2 separate regions of the Capra hircus genome follow, and region 2 is linked to region 1. Evidence: chromatin contacts called from public Hi-C data. All regions are on one chromosome and are shown on one strand. The core of a region is the stretch at or near the end of the contact, and the rest is flanking DNA. Distances in the headings are between cores, read along the strand shown. Region 1 has its middle 36 kb from the start of EDARADD. Region 2 has its middle 26 kb from the start of GPR137B.

What was found. Hi-C and Micro-C count contacts between places; a contact is called where the count stands out from the background.
Region 2: a Hi-C map of blood shows a contact between it and region 1, with 12 times the contacts expected there. The contact joins two enhancer-like sites. A contact is called at or near these places in 3 of 5 Hi-C or Micro-C datasets (all in blood).

Annotation. Positions count from the first base shown.
Region 1 is chr28:36,332,277-36,336,290 of ARS1.2, reverse strand. No RefSeq gene overlaps it. Among named protein-coding and RNA genes, the nearest start is that of EDARADD, 36 kb to the right of the region's middle. Within about 2 kb of position 1,935, at least 1 of the 5 cell types and tissues checked has an H3K27ac peak or open chromatin away from gene starts, as enhancers often do.
Region 2 is chr28:36,555,100-36,558,750 of ARS1.2, reverse strand. No RefSeq gene overlaps it. Among named protein-coding and RNA genes, the nearest start is that of GPR137B, 26 kb to the right of the region's middle. Within about 2 kb of position 1,585, at least 1 of the 5 cell types and tissues checked has an H3K27ac peak or open chromatin away from gene starts, as enhancers often do.

The DNA of each region.
Region 1 (4,014 bases), core at 686-3,185:
CTGTCTATGGGGATTCTCTAGGCAAGAATACTGGAGTGTGTTGCCATGCCCTTCTTCAGGGGATTTTCCCAACCCAGGTATCAAACCCAGGTCTCCAGCATTGCAGGCTGATTCTTCACCATTTGAGCCTCCAGGGATTATACAATGGAAGTTACAAATAGATTCAAGGGATTAGATCTGACAGAGTGCCTAAAGAACTATAAACAGAGGAGATGATCAAAATCATCCCCAAGAAGGAGAAATGCAACAAGGCAAATGGTTGTCTGAGTAGCCCTTTCAGATAGCTAAGAAAAGAAGAGAAGTGAAAGGCAAAGGAGAATGAAAAATATGCCCATCTGAATGTACAGTTCCAAAGAATAGAAAGGAGAGATAAGAAAGCCTTCCTAAATGAACATTGCAAAGAAATAGAGGAAAAGAACAGAATGGGAAAGACTAGAGATCTCTCCAAGAGAACTAGAGATACCAAGGGAACATTTCATGCAAAGATGGGCACAATAAAGGACAGAAATGGTATGGACCTAACAGAAGCAGAAGATATTAAGAAGAGGTGGCAGGAATACACAGAAGAACTATACAAAAAAGATCTCAAAGACCAGAAACCACGATGGTGGGATCACTTACCTAGAGTCAGACATCTTGGAGTGTGAAGTCAAGCAGGTTTCAGGAAGCATCACAACAAACAAAGCTACTGGAGGTGATGGAATTCCAGCTGAGCTATTTCAAATCCTGAAAGATGATGCTATGAAAGTGCTGCACTCACTATGCCAGCAGATTTGGAAAACTCAGCAATGGCCACAGGACTGGAAAAGTTCACTTTTCATTCCAATCCCAAAGAAAGGCAGTGCAAAAGGAGAAGAGGAGGGTACCTCCAAAACTGATAATGCTGCTGTTCGTATTACCAAGCACTTTCCACAAAGGCCCCTATGGCACAGCTGCCCCTGGTTCCCTCACTCCACTGCAGCATGGTCCGTTATACTTAACACAATGAAGAATGATATGCTTAGATTAGAAACAGCCAGACCTGTGTAACAAGGTCCAGATGACATCAGTCATGTAGGACCTCTGATCTTACTGCGACGAGCATTTACCTCTCTTATTAAGAGAATGGCTCTCTCTCTATATATATATGTATAATATACATATAATTAGGTAAACAACAAGGACCTACTGTGAAGCATGGGGAACTCCAATATTTTGTGATAACCTATGAGGGAAAAGCAAAAAAGGCAATGGCACCCCACTCCAGTGCTTTTGCCTGGAAAATCCCACGGACGGAGGAGCCTCGTAGGCTGCAGTCCATGGAGTCGCTAAGAGTCAGACACGACTGAGCGACTTCACTTTCACTTTTCACTTTCATGCATTGGAGAAGGAAATGGCAAGCCACTCCAGTGTTCTTGCCTGGAGAATCCCAGGGACGTCGGAGCCTGGTGGGCTGCCGTCTATGGGGTCACACAGAGTCAGACATGACTGAAGTGACTTAGCAGCAGCAGCAGTAGCAGCAGAGAACTATGATCCCACATGTTGCATCAAAAATCAAAATCAAAATAAAAGAAAACTAAATTTTTTTAAAGAAGAGAATGGCTCTCCAGACGTCCCTCTTCCACTCTTTGAAACTGCGAATGAGGTCCAGCACCACCACTCCACTTCCCGTCATGTGAATTTCTTATGATCACAGAAAAGATCTTACCAGAAACAAAAGTAAATATCACCTATCTCTCTTGTTTAAAACATAACACATTCTCCTCTCTCTCACACACACATATACATACTCATAAAATCAAAAACGATAACAAGACATTTCCCTTCTAATTACTCGGCTAAGTCGTTCTGCATGCCTGATGCTGCTCCATCACCTCTCTCCTCCCCGTTCTGCCCCAGCCCCGGTTCCGTGACTGCAGCGGAACCACTGGTGGCCCCTCCTGCCCTCCTTCCAGAAGTCTGCTGTCAGCACACCCTTCCCCGTGCCCCCAGGGGCTGGCTGGATTTCCCCTTGTGGTCTGACCTCTCTTTGAGCTTGTCCACTGTCCTCGAGGGGAAGTGAACCATCTCTTCTCACCAGCACCTTCTGCACCGTGATGGTCAGTCCAGTTAACAGGTTAGGGACCAAAGGACGGCATCGGGTTACAGATAAAACAAACCCTGGGGCTTGGGACACAGGACCTTATCACATTGTGATAGAATCAGAGGTCGAGGAATTGCCTGAGGTCTCATGTTTGGTTGACAGGAGAACAAAGCCCAGACATGAGGAATGTTGGAAGTGGTATCTGTAACCATCCAACAGAGTATCCTCAGCTATGAAGAGTTAACACACAGACACACCCTGCAAATGGGATTCTCTGGCTAAATTACTTTGATGTTTTCTTTTCTCTTTTTAATTTTTAATTTTTTAGGCCACACCCCGCAGCCTGTGGGATTTCAGTTCCCTCACAAGGGATTGAATCTGCGCCCCTGCATTGGAAATTCAGTGTTAACCACTGGGCTGCCCACGGAAGTTTCTGTCTTTTTTTTACTTTTCTTCTTTGATTGTTTCTTGATACCAAACTCAAATGGTGATTCCCCTGTGTAGTCACTTAACCGTCTCCCCATGGTCAACTCACTTCAATGCAGCCCCAGGACACTCTTATACCTCAGCTCCTGCCAAGACAACAGCGAAAGTTCATGATTCCAAGCCTACCTCTCATGTTTTATTCATTACCTCCTAAACCTGGTAATCCTACTCTCATCCTCTTTCCCCCTAAACCATTACTTTCTGAGAACCTTCCAGATGTTTCTCACCCTTACAGTCTAGTGGACAACAACTTACTGAAACCACTGAGCGAATACTACGGTCATGTTTTCACATAATGTATGCTACATAGTACCCTATTCTGTGTTCTTAACAGCCAGGACTGTACCTGGTTTCAAAGGTCTCTGAAGGTCCAGTGTAAATAGCTGGTGGCGGATTTTAACTAGAGTCTGTCGTGCAAAGGTAAGTCTCATCCACTACGAAATGAAATAGGCACACCTCCAGAGTCTTGGATCTCCTTGAGGGAAAGGATGGCCACCCAGAATCAGAATGTGACCTCAGAAAGTTGCTGCTACACTCTGCAGGCAGTATTAAGGGACCCATCTCCTCGCCCTCACTCAATGCCAAAACCCATCCTATTCTATACACTAGCTTTCTTTTAAACTTCCAACCAATGGCAAATGGATAATTTTCTACATGATAACTAAAGTTCAAGGGTATATATTTGGGAACAAATAAATTTGTACTCTATTTGTTTTGCTATTTTAATATAATTATTTATGAGAGGCATTTAGAAAGGGCTTTTGATTTTCCAACCTAAGTTTGAACTTATTCTAAGTTGGTCATTTATTCTCTCTCCTCTCTCTCTCTCACATAAGAATAATCTAACCTCAAAGAAATTCCTTCTGAATGGGAAATTTGATGGCATTTTCTCTTCTCTCATTGTTCATAATTTTACACTGATGAACAACTTCCCAGTAATTAAATAGAATAATTTCAAGAGAAGTTTCACCTGCAAACCAATATACTTTTGATTTTCTACTCTTAGATTGACAACAAAAATTTTGGAAAAAGAGAGCATAAGTTAGTGGACAGTTCTCAAATTCAACTACAAGTAAAACTACATAAATCATATAATATGAATGTGGAATCTAGAAAGAAAATGCCAATTGCCTCAAACAAGAGTTTAATTTGTTTGCAGAATGTTAGGGCAACTTTTACCTTTTTAAGACTTCTGTTAATGTGCCCGTAAAACCTGTAAAATAAAAATGCAAATCAGTGTTTCTGCTTGATATCTGTGAGCTAGAGAGATGAGGAAGCTTGTAGGTGAGGGAGTGTGTGGTGGGCTATATTACCAAACTGCACCTTAGAACATGATCTGTTCAGGAAGGAGGCGTTCTTGTCACCATTTGTGCTTTCTTTCATCCCCACTCTAGGAAGTGTGCTAACAAATTGCTAGGATGAACTCCTAAATTTAGGCTTTTCTAAAATAATATTCAGAAAAGAGC
Region 2 (3,651 bases), core at 336-2,835, 220 kb before region 1:
TAAAAATCTTTTTTTTTTTTTAATTAGGATTTTTTTTTTTTTTTCCTGTGCGCTCTTAGTTCTCTGACTGGGAATTGAACATGTGCCCTTGGCAGTGAAAGCATAGAGTCCTCATCACCAGACCTCCAGGGAACTACCTCACTGCCATCTTGATACTATTAGGTAGAAATTTTACAGGCCAAGGAAGGTAGGATTTTGCTTTCTCCCACTGACAGAACCTATCTTGGATCTTGGTGATGCTTTTAACATCTAAATGGAAACTGCAGTTCACTTTTGAACACCTGAAATCACTTCCTTGCTTCCTGTGTTCTAAACACCCAAGAGGAATTGCCACAGGCGTTTTCAGGAACCTGCTCCACCTGCCAAGCTCCTTAAGCAGTCATGCCATGGGGGAGGGGAGAAAGGGGCGTGAGGGGAGAGAGTGACACACACGTCACAGGCATAGTGTCCCCTTGATGGAGAGTTCCTGCTGCCCAGATGCACACACTCCACCGTGGATCAATTTCAGTGATCACTCTCCCATCTCCAGGAACCTCTGGAGGCCCCGGCAAACAGAAATAGCTCGCAGGCCTGTAATTCACCACCAGGCCCCTTGGTTCCAGAACCCAGGCCAAGCTGCCTCATTGGCCCAAGCCAGTGACACTTTGCACAGCCTGGTCTCAGCAAGCTTCCCAGGTGGCCTTATGGTAAAGAACCCACCTGCCAATGCAGGATACACAAGAGGCTCGGGTTCGATCCCTGGGTCGGGAAGATCCCCTGGAGAAGGGAATGGCAACCCACTCCAGTATTCTGGCCTGGAGAATCCGGCGGACAGAGGAGCCTGACTGGCTACAGTCCATCACACACGGTTCCAGCAAAGCCAAAACAGATCCACAGTGTGAAAAAGTGAAGCGAGAAAGGCCTTTGCCATCGTCAGTTGTGGAGAAAATCTTCATGAATTTCAGCCTCATTAATACCTCTGTGACTTGCTCCATAGGGTTTTACGTGGAGCTGGCCCCTGGTTGGGCCAGGCGCGGAGGGTGCCTCTGTCAGGGCGCGTGAGTATATGCGAGTGTGGTTGAGTGTGTGCGTCTGATCTCACACCATCCCTCACACATTTCCAGGCCCCCCGTTAACCCCACTCCTGGTTCTACCCCTGCCCCCATCTTCCCCTGCCGCCACCCCGCCCCCACCCCGGCCCAGCTCCCAGCGGAAAGAAAACCTCTTCTCTTACGATAATGACGGCTTTCTGCTTTGTATCACGGTTATTTGTAACCATTTTGTGCCCCCAAGTAACCGAAAGCCCCTAGGACAGCACGGGGCCCAGCTTTGGGTTCCCGGAGCAGCAGCTCCTGGAAGGTGCTCAACCATCAGCCCGTGTCGGTGAATCCATCCCGCGCTCAACTCAGGTGTTCTCAGCAGGTTCTCCCGGATCTCCTCCCTCCCTGCCTGCCTCCCGCTCCACGAGCACCGGCTCCGGCAGCCTGGGGTAGGGGGTGGCGGTAAGAGCAGGTCACCCAGGCTTGGTACAGTGGCCCTGTCTCCACTCCACACCGCACAAGCCGCTGGGTCCCCACGAGGCACCGTGGGCGATGGCTCGGCGGCGTCCGGACCACGCACTCCGTCCTCTCGGAGCCTCGGTTTCTCCCGCGTGGCAGCAGGAGCAGAGCAGCACCTTCCTGCCCACCTCGCGGGGTGCTGTGAGCTGACACCTTGACGGCCTTTGAAAAGCATCAAACAATGCGCAAGTACCGGGTAATATCACTGGGAAAATAGGTTTAGTCTTCCGGGGTGGAAGGTAGGGGGCGGTGATGATCGGTGTCCTACAAATAAGTCGTTGAAAATAAACGTGAATGAAGTTAAGCTCAAGAGAGGAAAAGGAGAAAAGTATCCTGAGCTTGTCTGAAGCTGCTCCTCGGTGTGAAATGAAGCTGCCAGGTCCGGCTCCGCGGAGATAACTCGCCCAGAGCAGCGGCGAAGGAAGGACCCGGAGATCCCAGCTCCGGGCCCCAGACAGCAGCGCGAGAGGCTCTCCAGCCAAGATGCTGGGAGTGAGGCTTGTTGCTGCAGGCAGCTGGCCTGGCTTTCCTTGATTCCGTTCTGCTGTGGTTACCTGTTTTTCAGAAGTTGCTGGAAGTACGTGTCTCTCCTGCCCCTGAGAGTGCGAGTTTCGCTAGCTTTGCGTCTAGAATCAGTTCTCAGGTTCTCCACGTCCGTGGCTTTACACAGTCTTTGCCTTTTTCCCTTTCTCTCTTCTCTAGCCGTTGCTATTCTACAGGACATTAGTGTTTGAGGGGAAGGTTGGAGGGGAAAGTGAGCATAGTAAAACTTCAATCTGGGAGCAGATTTGACCAGTGTTTTAGTAGGGGAGAAGCTTAGCATTTAACTAATGTTTTATTAGGTGTCTGTTCTCCGTGTTTCTTCTTACAAGAGATTTTCAAAATCGATCGCGTACCAGAGAATAGAACACAAAATTTCTTGTCGATTTTACTTCGTTCACGCATGGCTTGTAAAAACAGCAGCTCACAGAAGATGGCGCCAAAGTCTACCTTTTCCCCACCCCCCCTCCTTGTTCTCTACCGTTTCACAGTCAGCATGTTTTACCCGCCCCCAAAAGTGACAGTTTCTGTAACAGCACAGACCAATTCTAGTGAAGATCTTCAGTAGAAAATCCCCAGTAAGATGTTTAGGGGGGAAAATAGCCCCAAGGATTGTAGCTTTGGTTCGTGTAGCTAGCAGCTTCCAGGACTGCAAATTGTGGAACATTTCACAGGTGGGAAGCAATGGCAAACGGCATGCTTCCCTAGTAGCTCAGCCGTGCGGGAGACCCCAGTTCGACTCCTGGGTTGGGAAGATCCGGTGGAGAAGGGATAGGCTACCCACTCCAATGTTCTTGGGCTTCCCTGGTGGCTCAACTGGTAAAAAAAAAAAAAAAATCCACCTACAATTTGGGAGACCTGGGTTTGATCCCTGGGTTGGGAAGATCCCCTGGAGAAGGGAATGGCTACCCACTACAGTATTCTGGCCTGGAGAATTATACAGTCCATGGGGTGACGAAGTGTGGGACACGACTGAGCAACTTTCACTTTGGAGTCAAGGTCCAGCTCTTTCACTTATTGACTACCTGGCCCTGACTACTTCAGCCACAGTTTTAATTTTTAATAATTAAAAATTATTTTAAGTTTTAAACTTTTTATTTTATATTGGAGTACAGCCATCTAACAGCGTTATGATCCATCTTTCTTTATTGTTGTTCAGTTGTTCAGTCGAGTCTGATTCTTTGTGACCCCATGGACTGCAGCACGCCAGGCTTCCCTGTCCATCGTCTCCTGGAGTTTGCTCAAACTCATGTCCATTGAATCAGTAATGCCATCCAACCATCTCTTCCTCTGTTGTCCCCTTCTCCTCCTGCCCTCATCTTTCCCAGCATCAAGGCCTTTTCCAATGAGTTGGCTCTTTGCAACAGATGGTCAGAGTACTGGAGTTTCAGCTTCAGCATTAGTCCTTCCAATGAATATTCAGGGTTGATTTCTTTTAGGAAATCAAATCTTTTTTTAATGGGACTAAAATCCTGCTTAGTTACAGAGCAGTTGTGAAGCTCAAATGAGTTGGGTTTGTACAACATATGTGTGTGTGTTCAGTCATGTGCAGCTCTTCACGACCCCATGGACT